2 separate regions of the Sus scrofa genome follow, and region 2 is linked to region 1. A link is a contact called in public HiChIP or PLAC-seq data. All regions are on one chromosome and are shown on one strand. Each heading gives the region's core, a stretch centred on a gene start, on an enhancer-like site or on the middle of the called end of the contact. The rest is flanking DNA. Distances are from core to core; before and after follow the strand shown. Region 1 holds the start of SPAG7 (sperm associated antigen 7). Region 2 holds the start of DLG4 (disks large homolog 4).

Evidence for each region. HiChIP or PLAC-seq counts read pairs in DNA pulled down with a chosen protein or histone mark.
Region 2: a contact with region 1 is called in an H3K27ac HiChIP or PLAC-seq map of skeletal muscle, with 3 times the contacts expected there. The contact joins the promoter of DLG4 here to the promoter of SPAG7 in region 1. A contact is called at or near these places in 2 of 2 datasets of contacts at active chromatin or transcription factors (alveolar macrophages and skeletal muscle).

Annotation. Positions count from the first base shown.
Region 1 is chr12:51,945,216-51,953,186 of Sscrofa11.1, reverse strand. SPAG7 (sperm associated antigen 7) reads right to left here and starts at 4,274. Exons shown (of 7, transcript NM_001243921.1): 1 at 4,182-4,274; 2 at 1,582-1,649; 3 at 1,066-1,154; 4 at 880-964; 5 at 389-478; 6 at 154-310; 7 at 1-17. The coding sequence starts at 4,266. CAMTA2 (calmodulin-binding transcription activator 2) reads right to left here. Exons shown (of 23, transcript XM_021067750.1): 17 at 7,001-7,197; 18 at 6,440-6,623; 19 at 6,150-6,221; 20 at 6,014-6,034; 21 at 5,665-5,852; 22 at 5,432-5,506; 23 at 4,484-5,347. The coding sequence ends at 5,284.
Region 2 is chr12:52,570,334-52,578,304 of Sscrofa11.1, reverse strand. DLG4 (disks large homolog 4) reads left to right here and starts at 4,284. Exons shown (of 20, transcript XM_003481294.4): 1 at 4,284-4,779. The coding sequence starts at 4,750. ACADVL (very long-chain specific acyl-CoA dehydrogenase, mitochondrial) reads right to left here and starts at 4,784. Exons shown (of 20, transcript XM_021067809.1): 1 at 4,724-4,784; 2 at 1,588-1,663; 3 at 1,280-1,336; 4 at 1,123-1,195; 5 at 969-1,033; 6 at 726-860; 7 at 217-361. The coding sequence starts at 1,171.

The sequences.
Region 1 (7,971 bases), core at 3,025-5,524:
CTTGTTGGCCACAGGCACTGGGGGCAGAGGGGAGGGTGGGAGGGCCTAGGAGCTCTGCACCTCCACCTCCCTTGCCCTACCCCATCCCGTGCTCCTCTCCCCTGCCTGCTCCACCGCCCCCTGCCCACCGCCAAGCCCCCACTGGGGCCTCACCACAGCCATAGGTCTTGTTGGCCTGCAGCATGTGGGCCGCATCCTTGGCTGCCCCCTTGCCAATGAGGTGGCTGTACTTGTCCTTATAATCACTGGCGGGGCTCACTACCACAGGTCCCTGCTGTGCTGCCTCCTCCTCCTGCCGCTGGGCCAGCTCCTAGGGGTGCAGAGGTGGGGCTCTGGAGCTTCCAGGTGGAGGGCTGCAGGGCCCCAGGCACTGCCAGGTATGACTCACCTTCAGCCTCCGTTTCTCCTCGGCCTTCTGGGGGTCCCACTCCTCACCACGACGGTAGGAATCCAGCTCTTCATCTGAGGGTGCAAACTCCTAGGAGAGAAGGGGATGAGGAGGTCAAGTTTCCACATACCCATTTTTTTTGTTTTTTTGTTTTTGTCTTTTTGCCTTTTCTAGGGCCACACCCACACACGGAGGTTCCCAGGCTAGGGGTCAAATTGGAGCTGTAGCCGCTGACCTACGCCACAGTCACAGCAACATGGGACGCGAGCTGCGTCTGCGACCTACACCACAGCTCATGGCAACGCCAGATCCTTAACCCACTGAGCAAGGCCAAGGATTGAACCCACAACCTCATGGTTCCTAGTTGGATTCGTTACCCACTGAACCACGACAGGAACTCCCCACATACACGTTTTATCTCTTTCCTCTTTCCCAGGGAGCATACAGGCTGGAAAGGAGACAGGAGAGAGAGGGGAACTCAGGTGTTTCACCTTTTTGAAGATCATGACATAGCGACACTCATCGTCTTCCCCGAAGGAGAAGGAGGTCAGACCAGCCACTTCTACTACATCGTGTCTGGGAAGGGAAGGCAGAGGGGAAAGAGTGGGTAGAGCTGCCGGCCCTTTCGTACCACCCTGGCCACCCGCTTCCTGCCTCCCAAGCCCAGAGACACTCACAGTATGCTCCTCTCTATCTTGTTCATCGGCTGAAACTTTTTCTTGATCTGCCCACTGTCTTGGATGAAATCTGACACCTCTTTCTCCATCTTGGTACAGGGAAAAGGGAAGAAGACACAAGACGATGGCTCCACCCCAATCCCCCTCTCCCCGCCTCTGCCTCCCACCCCTTTCCCAGCCCTCCGTGCCCCTGGCTTCCAGGCTTCACCTCTCTCAAGACATTTTCCAAAAAAACTAAGTCCTGGAGTTCCTGCTGAGGCGCAATGGGATCGGCAGCATCTCTGTAGCACCAGGACGCAGGTTTGATCCCTGGCCAGGCACAGTGGGTTAAAGGATCCAGCGTTGCCACAGATGTGGCTCAGATCTGATCCCTCACCCAGGAACTCCATATGCCACTGGGCAGCCAAAAAGGAAAACAACAAACAAACAAACAAAAGCTAAGTCCTCAGCCTTCCAATTCTAACTTTTTGGAAGTCCTTCCTGAAGCCTGCCTTTCATCTCTCCGGTTGTTCTCACCCTTTTACGAAACTCCACTTTCTGCTGTTTCTCTTGCTCCTGCAGTTTCTTCAGGCGGGCTGCCTGCTCTGGGGGTGAGAAAGGGCAGCATGAGGCCAGGGGTGGAAGTATGAGTGGGGAGAGTTTTTAAGGCTTCAAAAGGGAGCGCAGGCGTGTCCACTGGGAGGTGTCAAGGCTGGAAAAATAGGACTACTGTTTATTTGCCAAGCATTTATTGATGTTTACCTTATACCTGGCCCTGTACTAGGCCCTGGAGTACAAAGAGGACTAAGACATAAATTTTCCCTTTAGGAGCTCACAGTTTAGTGGGAGTAACAAATAGAATGATGCTCAATTCCATTTCCCAAACCCAGCGGGGAAACCAACTAGCAAACATTTATTTGATGCCTACGACATAAAAAGAACTCTAAGGCATCTGAGGAGGTAATGAGAACAGACCAAGCCCTGGCCTCAAAGAGTTTATCATCTCATTGTCTACACAGGAAAGGGGAAATTATTTAACTTCCTATATTTTGTAACACCCCCTCTTCTTACTTCCCCAGCGAGATGTAGCTGAAATGGCCAGTCTGACACTCTTCTCCTTTGGGAGTGTCCTTGGGTGAGGTGAGCTGTAAGAGGAACTTCCTACCCTTGGGTCTCACTGTCCCCTCTCCTCTCTTCTGCCATTTCAAGTTCTTTATATCCTTAAGGGCCACTTCTTCCACGGGACTGGAATCCCTTCAGCTGCACTGAACCTCTTCCCATTTTCCTAATCACGCCATGCTTTTGCATATGTGGTCCCCACTGCTTGACATGCTCTTCTTCCTCCTACAAACTTTGAGATCCACCATGAGTCAGAGTTACTCACTTCTTCCTTTTGGGGCCCAACCACAGTTGGTTCAAACACCCACTACACATGTGCAGAAAACGAACGGAGTGTAACTTCTGCCTCCCCTACCCCACTATGAGCTCCTTGAAGCCCAGGATCCTGTTCACCTCCTATCCAGTTCCTCTCTGTGGCCCCGGGGCCTGGCAGCTCAGAAGCTCTCTTCCCTTGAAGCTCAAGGCTCTGCCCATCGGTGCACCCCATCTTGGCCACTGACTGTTCTCTGACTGCTCTGTGAGTCTCCTCTCTGCATGTGAGGAGGTGGCATAAGATCATGGTTAAGAACATAGGCTTCAAAGTCACACCTGGGCTTGAAACCCGCCACTTAGTAACCATATAACCACAGGCAAGTGACTAAACTCTGAACTCCCTAGTCTGTTAGGCTTCCTAGTCTGCTAACGGCCGCTGGTGAACCCATCTAGACAGTCATGGTGAGCATTAAAAAATTCCACTTCCTATGTCCCAGGGCTCCCTTCTTCCTCAGAGCTTTCAAATCTCTGCCTTGAGCACTGTGCTCCCCTCTCACTTACCGAATTACCCATTCTTCATCATCTCAGCTCACTGCAGACTAGGTTAGGACCCTACTTGTAGCCCCTCTCATAACAATTATTTTTCCTTCAGGACATTGATAAAGCTGGTTTTTAAACTCCCGTGTGAGCATTTCATGTGGGCTCCTGGAGGGTACCCCTGGGCCCGAGTAACCACTCAGGACAGCAACTATGGATGATATAGTTCGATATTAGGCAGCACTTGAGACTTCGAAGGCAACCTAGCCTGCCCTGGCCCCACCTCGGACGGGTGGAGAGCCGGTGCCCGGGACATGGTCAAGGCTGGTGTCCTCCCCAAGGCAGTCATTCTGCCAGATTCATTCACACGTCTCAGAGCAGCAACCCAAAGAGAGGGCAGCCCCTCCCCGCGGGCCGCGCCCTGCGCTGGGAGCCCAAGTTGACAGGCCAGCAGGGAAGTTACTCGGAGAACACAGGCGGGGAGACTACCGCCAATCGGACCGGGCAGGGGCATTCTCATCCCTCCAATCAACATTCACTCCCCCCCCCGGGGGGGGGGTTCTGGCATTTAAGGGTGTAGATGAAGAAGGTTGGTTGGAGGAGCGGCAGAAGGGAGCGGGTTAAATCAAGAAGGCGGGGCAGAAAGGCGCCAAAAGGACTCAGCAACCAATTAGAGGTGCTGAGGGTGGGGTGGACTAGAGGAAGGTCGAACGAAACGTGATAGGTAGACGTTTAAGTTGAGGTGACCAATAAGGGTGAAAGGCTTGCGGATGGACGTGTCCGGGGCCCAATCGGAATAGGGACAGGGGTTGCCGGGACTCGAGCACCGAGAGGCGGGAAAGGCAGAGCGGTGGAACACGCCCCCCGCTCCGGTCCGAAGGCGGGAAGAGGAGCCGCCGCAGAACACCAAGGGGTTGGGTGGGGTTGGAGGCAGCCTACCAATCACAGCACGCCACCCGCGGACAGGCGGGCTCGTCGACGAATTAAAAAGAAGGACTGCGGAAGGCCAGGGTAGGGAGAGGAGAGAGGGCTGGCGCTGGGCTTCAGGTAGCCAATCAAGGTCCGCTAAGAACAGCGGGCGGGCCGGTAGCCCTTTTAGGGACTCCGGGGGTCTCTGAAGGGGACCGTGAGAGGTCTTTCAAGGTTGAGGAGGCGGGGTCGTCAAAGTGGAAGGAGTGAGGTCCTGTGAACCGGGCGAAAAAAGGCGGTTGTGAATTTGGGATCCTCACCTCGGGCCTTGCGCCGAGTCTCCTGGTCACCGAGGCTTGGTGGCTTCTCCATGGAGCTCAGGATGGAGCCCAGTAGGTCCGCCATCTTGGGAGTGACTGAGAGGGGGCGGTGCGTCTTAAAGGGAAGGGCAAAATGCCTTTAAGGCCGGAAACACGTCGGAGGCGGAAAACCACGCGCCCGCCCCGCCCAGCTCCCGTGCGGCGCTGACGCCAGCTGGGGCGCCCGGCGCAGCCTCCCAAGGGCGGAGGCCCCGCCCCGCCCCCCCCGCCCCCCACTCCCCGGTCAGACAGAGGCCGGAGGCTGGCTGGTGCAGCGATGTTTAATGGCAATTCGTAGAAACCAAGCCCATGCACAAGTAGAAAGTGCTCTCGTAGAGCCGGCTGAAGGCCCCCGCCGCGCCAGGAACCACAAGTCCGGCTGTGCAGCCCTCCCCGCGGCGCCTTAAATAGATTCTTCACTATACTCTGTATGTTACATTATGTACAAGCCCCCTCCCCTCGGGGACGGGGCAGGACTCCGCAACGCGTTCTTATATACACCCCTCCTTTGGCCCCGAGATCGGTGGCCGGAGTCGGTCGGGGTGACGGGGAAACACAGGGTCAGAAAAGGAGGGAACAGACGCAAACATGCGGAGTCGGGGTGGGGGCACAGTCAGCCCTGAAACACGAGGGGCGCGCGCGCAGTGAAGGCAGAGGTGGGACCGAGGCGGATACATTCAGAGACTCGTTGAACAAATAAATAAGGCAAGTCAGGAAGGGGCTGAGGTGGGTACAGGCGGGTTCGGAGATGTGGAGAAGGGGCAGGCAGGGCTCCGGAGGTCACAGCTGAAGATGCAGGTATGTGGGGCGTGGGTCTTCTGGAGCCGGGGACTCAAAGAGGGGGGCACGACCCGGAGGGAAGAGGAGAAGGAGCCGGGGGTGGGAGAGGGAGTTCAGCACTTCGGAGGGGGCGGGAGCGGAGACCGAGGATGGGCTCCTACAGAAGTGACGGGAAAGCTGCCAACGGGGGGTGGGGTGGGGGGGCTCCCCCTCCCCCAGAGAGCCCTCTCCCTGTTAAGACTGCAAGAAGCGGCCCCGGCTGATGAGAAAGGCGATGGAGAAGTCAGGTGGCCAGGCCGGGCTGGGGAAGCCCTTCCAGCTCCTGGTTCTGCTTCAATTCCCTCATCCTGCCGAGAGACAAGGAAGGAGTCAGGGGACACCGGCCGATCGGGAGGTGGGATGGGGGAGGCGGCAGGGCCAAATCGCAGCACCTGTGTCGGCAGCGCCGCAGGAATCTCATGATCTTCCGGGCTGCCTGGTCCTGCTTCTTGGTGAGAAAAGAGCCTCTGGTGGAAGAAAGAAGAGATGAAACCTCACACAACACGCGGGCATCCCCTGCCCTCTGCCCCTTAGGGACCCTGGCAGGGGAAGGGGGGGGCAGAATGATGGAGGGTATCCTTGGGCAGTGGGTATGGCCAGCAGGGGTGGAAAGCTAGGGCCATACTTGCTGCGGGCAGGCAGGGGGCCCGTGGGCCGGTGGGGAGGCCCTGGCCTGCGACGGTAGGAGCGGTAGTGCTGCTGGATGAGCACCGCTGCCCGGCGACTCTGCTGAAATCGCTTCTGTTCATAGTAGCTTCGGAACTTGCTCTGGATCAGGATGGCAGCCTGGGTCATCTTCTTATAGAGTGCAAACTGCAGGGGTGGGGAGGAGGGGAAGGGGCTGAAATGGAGGGACAGAGATCCAAGCCCCTGAGGGTCACCCCCAAGTTCAGTTGTTGCAAGTCTCTCTCTAATCCACACGGGAAAGCTGAATCATCACAGACAAGCTCACGCCCAGGTCTCATGCCTAATACCTTGAGTGCAATCCAGGTCAGCTTGTGGAAAGAGAAGGGGAGTTAGGGCTCCGGCAGCATTCTGGATGCTCTGGGCTGGAATGGGTGGGTGTGGGTGTGGGTTGGGGGGTGTGCTTTCAAGAGAGGATGGTCTCACCTGCTTGTACTTCCGGTAACAGCGCTGGATTACAGCTGCTGCTACCTCCTGCTGCTCCTTCAGCCGCCGGCCCTAAGGGGGGAGGAGAAGTCTCAACACCTGATCGCCCACCTTACAGACGTCTGACCTGTCCTTCCAACTTGCCTGGGGTCCCCTGGCCCTTCGCCCCATCCCAGGCCTGTCTGGGTGACTGTTGTCCTTCCAACATCCTGGGAACTCACAGTCTCCCCAACTGTTGAGAGGGGCAATGACTTGTGTAATTCGTCCCTTGAAACCCCCAGCCCCCTGACCTTGTACTTTCGGAAGGCTGTCTGGATGACTCGGGCCGCCTCATACAGTTCCCGCTGCTCGTGATCCGATAGTGTCAGCAGAGCAAAATCACTCTCCATCTTGCCACTGGCAGACGCCGAGAGAAACTCTGCCCAGGAAGGTGCTGGAGGGAGAGCCAGGCGACCCCGCTCCAAGGGCAGTTCGCTGCAGGGGAAAGGGAGCAAGGCTGTCATGGGGCAGCTCAACTCCCCCTTCTCCCACCTGGGGACTGCAGTGAAGGCAGAGCCCAGCAACCAGAGCTTGCAGACTGACTGCACAGCCCATCAGCCAGTTCCATCCCCTCCTCAAAGGCCCTGGGCCCTCAGCCAGGATGGAGCTTTGGCCACGGGGAAGTTTCCTCCCACCCCCACCCCCCCATGTTCCTTTGAAGAAGAATCTGGGAGTTCCTCGGTGGCCTAGTGCTTGGGGACTCGGCACTGTCACTGCTGTGGCTCCAGTTCTATCCTTGGTTGGGGAACTTCCACTTGCCACGGCGTGGCCAAAAAAGGAAGGACCTGGAGGCATTGTCCTGAGCTGGTCACCTGGGAGGGGCTGAGCTGGGGAAATGGTCCACATTCTCCAGGTAGCTAGCCAGCCAGGACATGGTTTCGCTGAGCCCCACAGCCCCCGTCCGCTCCCGCACTGGGGCTCCTGCCTCGAGCAGCCCCACGAAGTCCTCTCGTTTAATCCTCTCTGGTGTGGCTTCGATGATCTGCTTGGCCAGTGAGATCATGTCCACCTGGATGAAGGAGAAGCTGGGTGAGCCACCAGGGGCCCTGACTGCCAGCTGTGCTGTTCCTGCTCTGCCAAGGCTGAGGCATCCGTCAGTCCATGTCCTATCCTGTTCCTCCTTTCAGCACCAGACCATGCGGCCTCAGGGATGGCTGTCCCTGCTAACCCTGTCTTCCTCAGCCAGTGTTCCAGATTCATTTATATTCCTCGGGGTCCCACTCACAGGTACAGCTCTCTGTGTTGAGGTGTTGTGGAAAACAGGCCAGGAAGGGCATATGCCCCATGGGCATTCAGGAGCTGAACAGATGCAGGATGCACCCTTTCAGGCCGAATGCCCACTGTCCCACCCGGCCTAACCCACGACGGTTCCCAGGCTTGGTCATGCCTGCCACCCCTCCCCCTTTAGCTCTCCACCAATCAGCTCGGTCTTGCCAATCACATAAGACCCTATTGGATGGCTCCAGCCTTGCCTGCCTTTGCAGCAGCCCGCAGCAATTCCTGCTGGTCACACAAAGCAGCCCCCCTTGAGGAGTTTTCTGAATTTTTTTGTACTCTAGTGGTACCCAATTAAACCACTAGCTTCTCTAAAGCAGATACATCCCCAGGCCCTAGCAGAGAAGTACTCGCTGCTGCTACACGTGAAGATTCACTCACTCCTTCATCGATTCCACAAGACTCTTGGCTTCCACCGAGGGCAGGTCTCCTCCCACCCCAGATAATTGCCAGACACCTCCATCTTGCCGGCCTCTGCTCCCCACTCCTCCCAACTTCCTGCCGTCGC
Region 2 (7,971 bases), core at 3,035-5,534, 630 kb before region 1:
TGGGCAAGAAAAGCCTCACAGTGCCACCCTCACCCCTGGCATTCGCTCTAAACACTCTGGCGATAGATATACAGTGTTTTCACATTGCTTTGCCAGCACGCTGCGATTGATGCCTTCCCAGCATCTACCCCCGGGGCAGGAACCCAGCTACCACCAGCCTGATTTGTGCCAAGCCCAGGACACTCCCAATCCCTGCGTCTCCTGAGGCTGCCTCACCTGATGCCACTTTGGGGAGGTATTTTTCTTTCTGGGCCTTTGTGCCGAAAAGCAGGATGCCTTTGAAACCAATGCTCTGATGGGCCCCCAGGACGATGCCCACGCCGAGGTCGTGCATTCCGACAATCTCCACCAAGCGGGCGTACTGCCGGGGAGACAGGCAGCTGGGGCTCAAACTCGCTATGTGGGGCACTGCCCTTGGCAGGAGAGCAGGGGCAGCAGGACAGGGCCTGACCTGGACATCCCCACAAAGTGAGTGGACAGAGGAGGTGGGACCATGGCAGAGGACTGGCGGGGCTGCTCCAGGTTTTGATGGGAGGGAGGTTTCCTACCCTATGGTCGGGTGGTCCCCACCAGAGCTTCATGAGGGCCTGGGAACCTGGGTGAGGTCCCCGGCCTTCAGGGACCGCATGTAGCCGGATGTTAAGAGTCAACATTCCACAGGCCCCCAGGGGGCAAGAAAGGAGTGGACCAGAACACACTGGAGGTGACGGAAGGGGCGCCCTCACCTGAGTGTTGCAGAGGCCCACGCCACCCAGCTCACTGGGCACTTGCAGACCAAAGGCCCCCAGCTCCTTGAGGCCCTGCATAGTGGTCTCCTCCACTCGCTCCAGCATGTCATTCTTGGCAGGATCGTTCACCTCCTGGAGAAGACAGGGCCCTACGTCCAGGCTCGTCCAATCAGACTCCTTAACCTCCCTCCCACTCCATCAGGGACCAAGCCCTCTACTCCTCAGGCTGGCATCGCTCACCTCAAAGAAACGGGACACGGGCCCCACCAGCTCTTGGAGAACCTGTGTTTGGTCCTCGTTGAGCACTGCGGGGGATGAGGGTGTCAAGAGGGATGGACAGGTCAGACAAGGCCAGGCCAGGGCCCCCGCCCGGCTGCGACACCCAATTCCTTACCAGACGGATATGGAAACACCTGATCCGTGGTGAGCTGGCCTTTGAACATGCCCACAGCAAAGGATTTGGATTCCTATGCAAGAAGAAGGAGGTTTCACGAGGCGGCACGGGCTGGGTCTGCCTCCGCTTAACTCCTCCCAGGCTCGAGGCCACATACCGTCTGGATCCTTTTTTCTCTGGTCGAAGCCTCAGAGGAGAGGGCATCAGGCTTGGTCTTGGGATTCCGAAGCGCCAAAGAAAGCAAAGGGTTAGAGCTGGCTGTTAGGGGAGGGCGCAGCCTTTCCCCTAGTTTCCATCCTAGGGCACCTTGTCTGCCCTTTCCCCTACTTTCTGCGCCGGGGCAGCCAGTCGGCAGGTGACTGGGACCCAGAGGGAGACCCCTGTTGGCGGTCGGAGGTGGGAGCCAGCCGAGGCCAACTGCCGCTCTCACCGCCCCCATTCCCCCCGAAAGCTGCCGTCCCTTACCTGGGCGGCCCCATGGGCATAGGGACGCCAGGCAGGGCCGGGCCGGGGCTGCTCCGGGAGCGCAGAGAGTCTCGAGCTGTGGGAAGTAGGGGTTCAGGGCTGGCCCGGTCCCCGGGCCCGCTGCCCCTGTTCCTCCTGTCGTACACACACCTTACGCCCCCCAACCTCAGCAGCTGCCGCCCCACGTTCGGGGTCATCTTCGCCGCCTGCATTTCCGAACCCGCGACGGCCGCCGCTGCCCTGAGCGCTGTGACCTAGCGCTCCTGCCAGATCTGCCAAAGTCTGGGACCCGCGCCCTGACTCATCCTCCACAATGCACCGGGAGGCGGGGGGGCGGGGCTTCCGGGCGCCGAGGGCACGCTGGGAGCTGTAGTTCCGGGGCGCCACCCAGCACCTGCATGCTGGATGACCTAGGGTCATCCCCAGACGTCCCTTATCTACCCAGACTCCTTCATCTCGCCTGTCCGAACTAGAGTGTCGCCCTAAAAAGGGGTGATGCGATAGGCTGAGAGAGAAATTTAGGAGACTGCAGCCAGAGGGAGGGAGGGTAGAATGACGGGAGGACTTTCCAGGTGGAATTAGAAGGGAGAGGTGAGAAGAGAGAAGCCTAAGATAGAGGCCAGAGGCAGGGGCGTGGAAAGACGACTCTTTGCGGTGTCTCATCAAATTGGTCTCTACCGACACGGAAGGGAGTGAAATGGCGGGGCGGGTGACTCAAGGTGGATGTGGGGTGGGTGTCCCAGGAATGTTTTCCTGAAGCCTAGGAGTAGTCCCTAACTCCAGCAACACGTCAGCTTTTTCGTTTTGCTTTTTAGGGCCACAGGTGCGGCATATGGAGCTTCCCAGGCTAGGAATCAAATCGGAGCTATAGCTGCTGGCCTTCACCACAGGGCACAGCAGGATCCGAGCCGCATCTGTGACCTACACCACAGCTCATGGCAATGCCGGATCCTTACCCACTGAGCAAGGCCAGGGATTGAACCTGACCCTCAGGGATACTAGTCAGGTTCATTACCGCTGAGCCACAAGGGGAGCTCCTGAAACACCTAAATTTTGACAATAGGAAGGAAGCCAGGTGGGTCCGCTGAGACCTTGAACATCTTTGTCTCCGCCCTCTGCTCTCTGCTGAGACCATGTGCTCAGGCCAGGCCTCTGGGCAGATGGGTTCTTCCCAGGCCCCAGAGGAACCGTAGGAATTCTCATGTCCCTGTCGGGTCTGGTTCTCTTTCTCTCTCTCACACAAACATGTTTAACCCTGGGTCCAGAAGTCCCAGATAATTTATGCCCCTTTGCCATTCTCACGGGGGCCAGGCCCAGAAGAGAGTGACAGTTTCCTTTCCTTTTGAGCTGTGGGAGCAGCTGACCCCCTTGCCCAGTCTTCAGGAAAGTGGAGGGGTCACACCTGGCTTTGGGGAGGGGCCAGGGTGTGAGGAGGAAGATGGTGATGGTGGTGGCACAGCGGGCGGGTCGGAGGCTGCCTGCTTTGCCTGGCAGGTCCAGCTGGGTCGGGAGGAGGCAGCTCAGCTCCTCTGACCCTGGGGGGATTAGAGAGATTAAAGTGAGAGAAGAGAGAGATGTCCGAGGGACCCAGAGGTGAAAAACAGGAGTCCTTGTGAAGGAGAGGCCTGGGGGGAGAGGGTGGGCCTGGGGGTCCTTGTCCTGGACCTCTCCAGAGAGTCTGGGGTGAGAGAGCAGAGATAAGAGGCGGAGGTGAATGTGTTGGCGCCTCGTGGCTGGCTCCCTTGTCCCAATCCTCCCTCATTTGCATTTCACCAGCTCCCAGGTCAGCCCTCTGGCTCCTGGCCCCCCCACTATTGCGATGGGCACCCCCTCTCCTCACGGTGCTGCACAGTGACCTCTTCCAGGCCTTGCTGGGTGAGTAGCCCCGATTTTCCGAGGGGCAGCCGTGGAAAGGGCTGGCCTGGGGGCTGCTTGGGAGTCTGGAGATCTTTTGGTAGCTGCAGGAGCCCCAGGCAGGGGTCCTCCATCAGCGTCCACCAGCCCGGGCTGGAGGGGTTCCTCCCTTAGCGGGCAGACGGAGGTGAGGTGATGGCAGGGGCGGCCAGAGAGGCAGGGGGTGGGCGAGGTAACTCGGTGGTTCTGTTCCTGTGACAGACATCCTGGACTATTATGAGGCTTCCATCTCAGAGAGCCAGGTAAGGGGGTGAGGGTGGGGGCCCGACTTCCCGAGGGAGCAGGCAGGGCTGGAGGGGTGCGCAAAGCACTGCTACTATTACCCTGAGACTTGGGGGCCCTGGGACCACGGCCGGAGTCAGGCGCCCCTGCAGCCCCCTCTTCACCTGCCCCAGCTGCAGGCCCCAAAGGGTCCAGGACTCAGTCACTCTTGAGGCTTCCTCCTGTGCGTCTGAGGGAGCTGAGGCCCCCAGGGACTCCCTCGTGCCTGGCCCTCCCTCCCTGCCTGCCCCGAGCACAGCCTCTCTCCAGCGGCCCCGCCACCCTGGCGGCTCCCAGCCCATCTCGGGCTGCTTCCTCCTCCCTGGCTCTGCTGTCAGCGCTGGTGGCTCTGGCCAGGCCTCCATGTTGGCCTCAGGGCCTCTCCGCTCCTGCCTCCATCTCCTTTCCCATTATCCGGGTTCCTGCCAGCGCGGAAGGAGTTAAGCCTGCCAAGGCACCCCCCATTCTGCTCCTCGATCGCTCCCTCCCTCCCCCTGCTTCCTCTCTCCTCCTCTCTCCCCTTCCCTCCTCGGCTCCACGGCTCCCTCGGCCGCTGCCGCCTCCGACCCCCCCACCCCACTCCCCCGCCACGGCCCCGAGCCCCTGGCCGTTAGGCAAGACCCCCCCTTACCCCGGGGCTCCCCGAAATCCAGCTCCCCTCCCCCACCTCAGCTCATGCCCCAGCCCCCGAACTCCGGGGCTGCCAGCCCCCGGTGCCCCCGCCCCTCCTGAGAATCGGGGTGTGCTCCCCAAGCCCCCTCCCCTCCACTGGGGACCCCCTTTTAGGGCCCCCTTCCCCTCCCTCCCACGCTCCCCTCCCCTCCCCTTCTCCAACCCCCTCTTTCCCCTCTCACCCCTCCCCCCATCCTGGCCCCCCCTGCAAAAGTGGGGTGCGGAGGGGGGAGGGGTGAGAACCCAGGGAGGGGAGGAACGAAACTCCGATGAAGTCAGAGCCCCTTACCCGCCGCCGCGGCCAGGCCCCCCAACATGGACTGTCTCTGTATAGTGACAACCAAGGTAAGCCGTGATGGGGGGGCCAGTCACCTGGGGGGAGGGTGAGAGTTTGTGGGGAGGGGTTTGTCAGGCCTAATCTGCCGCCCGGGGGCCCTGGCGTGAGAGCATCCGAAGATGGATTTGGGGGTCATAATTTAGTTTGGGGGTTCACGGCTGAGAAAATGCTGGGTTTGGCCACAGGTGCCCCCTGGAGTGATCCCTTTGTACCTGGGGAGAAATGGAAAATAGGGGGTATTCTGTGACTTGGGGGCTGGTGGATTCTGAGCTTCACCAGTGATGTTTGAGGGAGACTTATTTAAGGAGAAGCCTGGCTCACATGGGAGTCCTGCCCGGTGTGTGTTAGAAGAGGGGCTCTGCGTGGGGGGTCCCCTTCTCCCCTGGGAGACAAACTGGTCTGCAGGTGTCTTGTCCAATTTCAGGGGGGCTCCTGGCTTGGGGGTAGGAGGTTACTGGTTGTGAGGGCCTGACTGGTCTGGGGGTGTCAGCTGGCACGGAAGGGGAAGGCCTTCAGGTTATAGAAGAAGCGTCTCGTGGTAGATACATTTGGGGGTGCTCTCATTTTGGGGGAGCAGTTAATTTAGGGTTCCAGCTTACGGAATGGGGATAGTTGGGAGTTGTCAGCGAGCTAGGGCCTGACATAGGATCACCTGAGGGAAGGGACCAGGTGAGGTTAGGATTGGGGGTGCTCCCTTGGGTGGTGGAAGGTTGCAGCAGCTGAGGCTGGCAGCTCCTGAGGAGGAGGAGGAGGAGAGGTTTGGGGAGAGAGGGGATTTGAGGAGGGGGACCAGGTGCATGGTGCAGAATTTGGGGGTGGCCCAGGCAGATGCCCATCACCCCCATCTCCTCCCACACAATATCTACCCCTGGTTGAGAAAGAGGGAGAAGAGCAGGTGGAGGGGATGTTCCTGTTACCCCTGACCCTTGGGATAAAGGTGGGGGAGGACACCTGGATTTAAGGTTACTGGGGTGAGAAGGAGTCAGAGGAGGGCCGGGCTGGCAGCCGGGAAGATCCGTACAAGGCTATCCCTGTGGTTGGAGTGCCAGAGATCCTGGCTGGCAGAGCTAGCAAGCTCCTGGTGGGATGCAGAATACCCTGGTCTTGGCTCTAGGACTCTGGGACTGGGAGGCTGGATGCCTGGTGTGTGGAGGGAGGCTTGGGCGGGTGGCAGGCAGCTGGGGGTTGGGGGGTGGGACAGGAAGTGGGGGCCGGGGAGGCGGGGTCTGGGTGAGTCACAGGCTGGGGAGGGGGTTATATTTAGTGGGAACTGCAGATTCTCAGGGGAGGGAGCTGAGGACACACATGTTCCCTGCCACAAACTCACACATGTGTGTACACATGCGTCTATACATGCCTCGCTCATGTGTGAGCTTGGACAGAGGCGACTGGGAGCGGAGGACCTTTAGGTCCCAGCCCCGACCCCCTCTCCAGAGCTACTTGCTTATCCCCTGTTCTGCGGGCTTTGGGCTTTCTCCCATGCTGCTGCTTCCTCTCATCCCCTGTAGTTTCCGTGGATTTTTGTGCCTCAGTTTCTCTGGGCTGCTCTCCTTTAATGTCTGTCTGATCCTCAGTTTCCCCGGTGGTCTCCTGCCCGTAGCCTGCCCCTTAGCCTTAGGCTCCCTGGCTCTAGTCCCTTATGTGCAGGTGTATACGGAAAGCCAGTTGGAATGTGTGGGCTCTGCTTCCAACACGTGAACACACATATGCCAGCGAGGGTGAGGGGCTTGCCTGCACTGGCAGCTATTCTGGGACGGGGGGTGGGGGGGTTATTCGTCTTCCTTCAAGAACCCTGCTTCTTCGATGGAGCCCAGGGTTGAGCATTCCCGAAGGAAGGAGTCTTACGCAGAGAGGATCATGCATTTTGGGGCTTTTACAGAGGCGTGGAGACCCAGGCTTGCCACATTCCTTGGCCGCAAAACTTGTCTGTCTCGGGATGGCGGGGACTTCAAGTCCCACAAGGCCTTGAGGCACAAGTTCCCTCAGTGTTAGAGGGTTGCTGCCCGTGGGGCTGTTGGGACTTGTGGTTCATCTCTATTCAGGGCAGCGCAGGGTTAGCCTAGGAGGAGCCAGCAGGGGGCACATGGCACTTGTCCGTCCCCCCCCAAATGCTGGGTGGGGTAGAGGGTGCTCATGCTTTGCGGTCGTTGAGCTTCCCAGCTCCATCTGAGTCCTCCATCTTTCACTGCCTATATTTAGACTCCTGCCGCAGTAATTTAAGGAACATTTATTGATTGCTTACTCTGTGCCGGACCCTATGCATTGTGCTCGCTCTGCCTCTACAGCTATCACTTAGTCTTACTCCGTGCCTATCTCTCTGCCGGTGTCTCTCTGTCTCTGAACATCTCTCTCTCCCACTCCGCCCCCGTCCCTCCCTCTTCTCCCCGCGCTGCTGCCGCCGTTGCCATGGTAACCGGCGACGACTGAAGTTGCGTGGCGGGCCTGAGGGCCGGGCGAGGGTGGCGGAGGGCGGAGCAGAACAAGTGGGGGAGGGGGGAAAAGTGGGGAAAGACCGGGGGCATTTGGCCAGAGTCCCGGAGGCGAAGCGGTTAAACCCTCCGGGTGGTCCTTATTGGGCAAGCTAAGACGCCGGGGGCGGGGCAGTGTGGCCAATGGCCTCATTCATTGGCCGACTGGGGCGGGGCGGAGGGACAGTGTGGGCGAGGCCGGGGGAGCGAATGGGCGGGAAGTGGACGGAGGCGTGGTCTCCTAGAGGCAGGTGGGCGGGGTCTGGCGTACTCCATCCAGGGAGGCGGGCAATTACCCTCGAAAAGGGGCGGGGCCTTGGGGCTGGGTAACCGGCCCGAAATGAGGGCGGGGTTGCCCCGGTAGGGGCGTGGCGTGGTCCCATGTGCCGAAAGGAGACGGGGTTTGAGGGGCTTGTTGTCTAAGAAACTGCGGGGCGCAGGGGTCTTTGGAAGGGAGAATCCGGGGGTTGGGCGATCTGACGTCTCAATTTTCCTAAGATGGAGGCCTGTTCAGATTTCATCAGAGCACAACCTCCTACCTCGGCTCTAAGTTCCAGGGAGACGGTTGCTAAGCGACAGCAAAGTCCTTGATTGCTGAGTTGCCAGGCAACGGGGAAACGGAAAATGGAGGGAAAAAGGAAATGGGGGATGGGGGAGGGTCTTAATGGGCCATAGCGCCCACTGGCGGAGAACTAGGGCCTGTGCATTTTCTTTTCTAGAAGGAATTTTGAG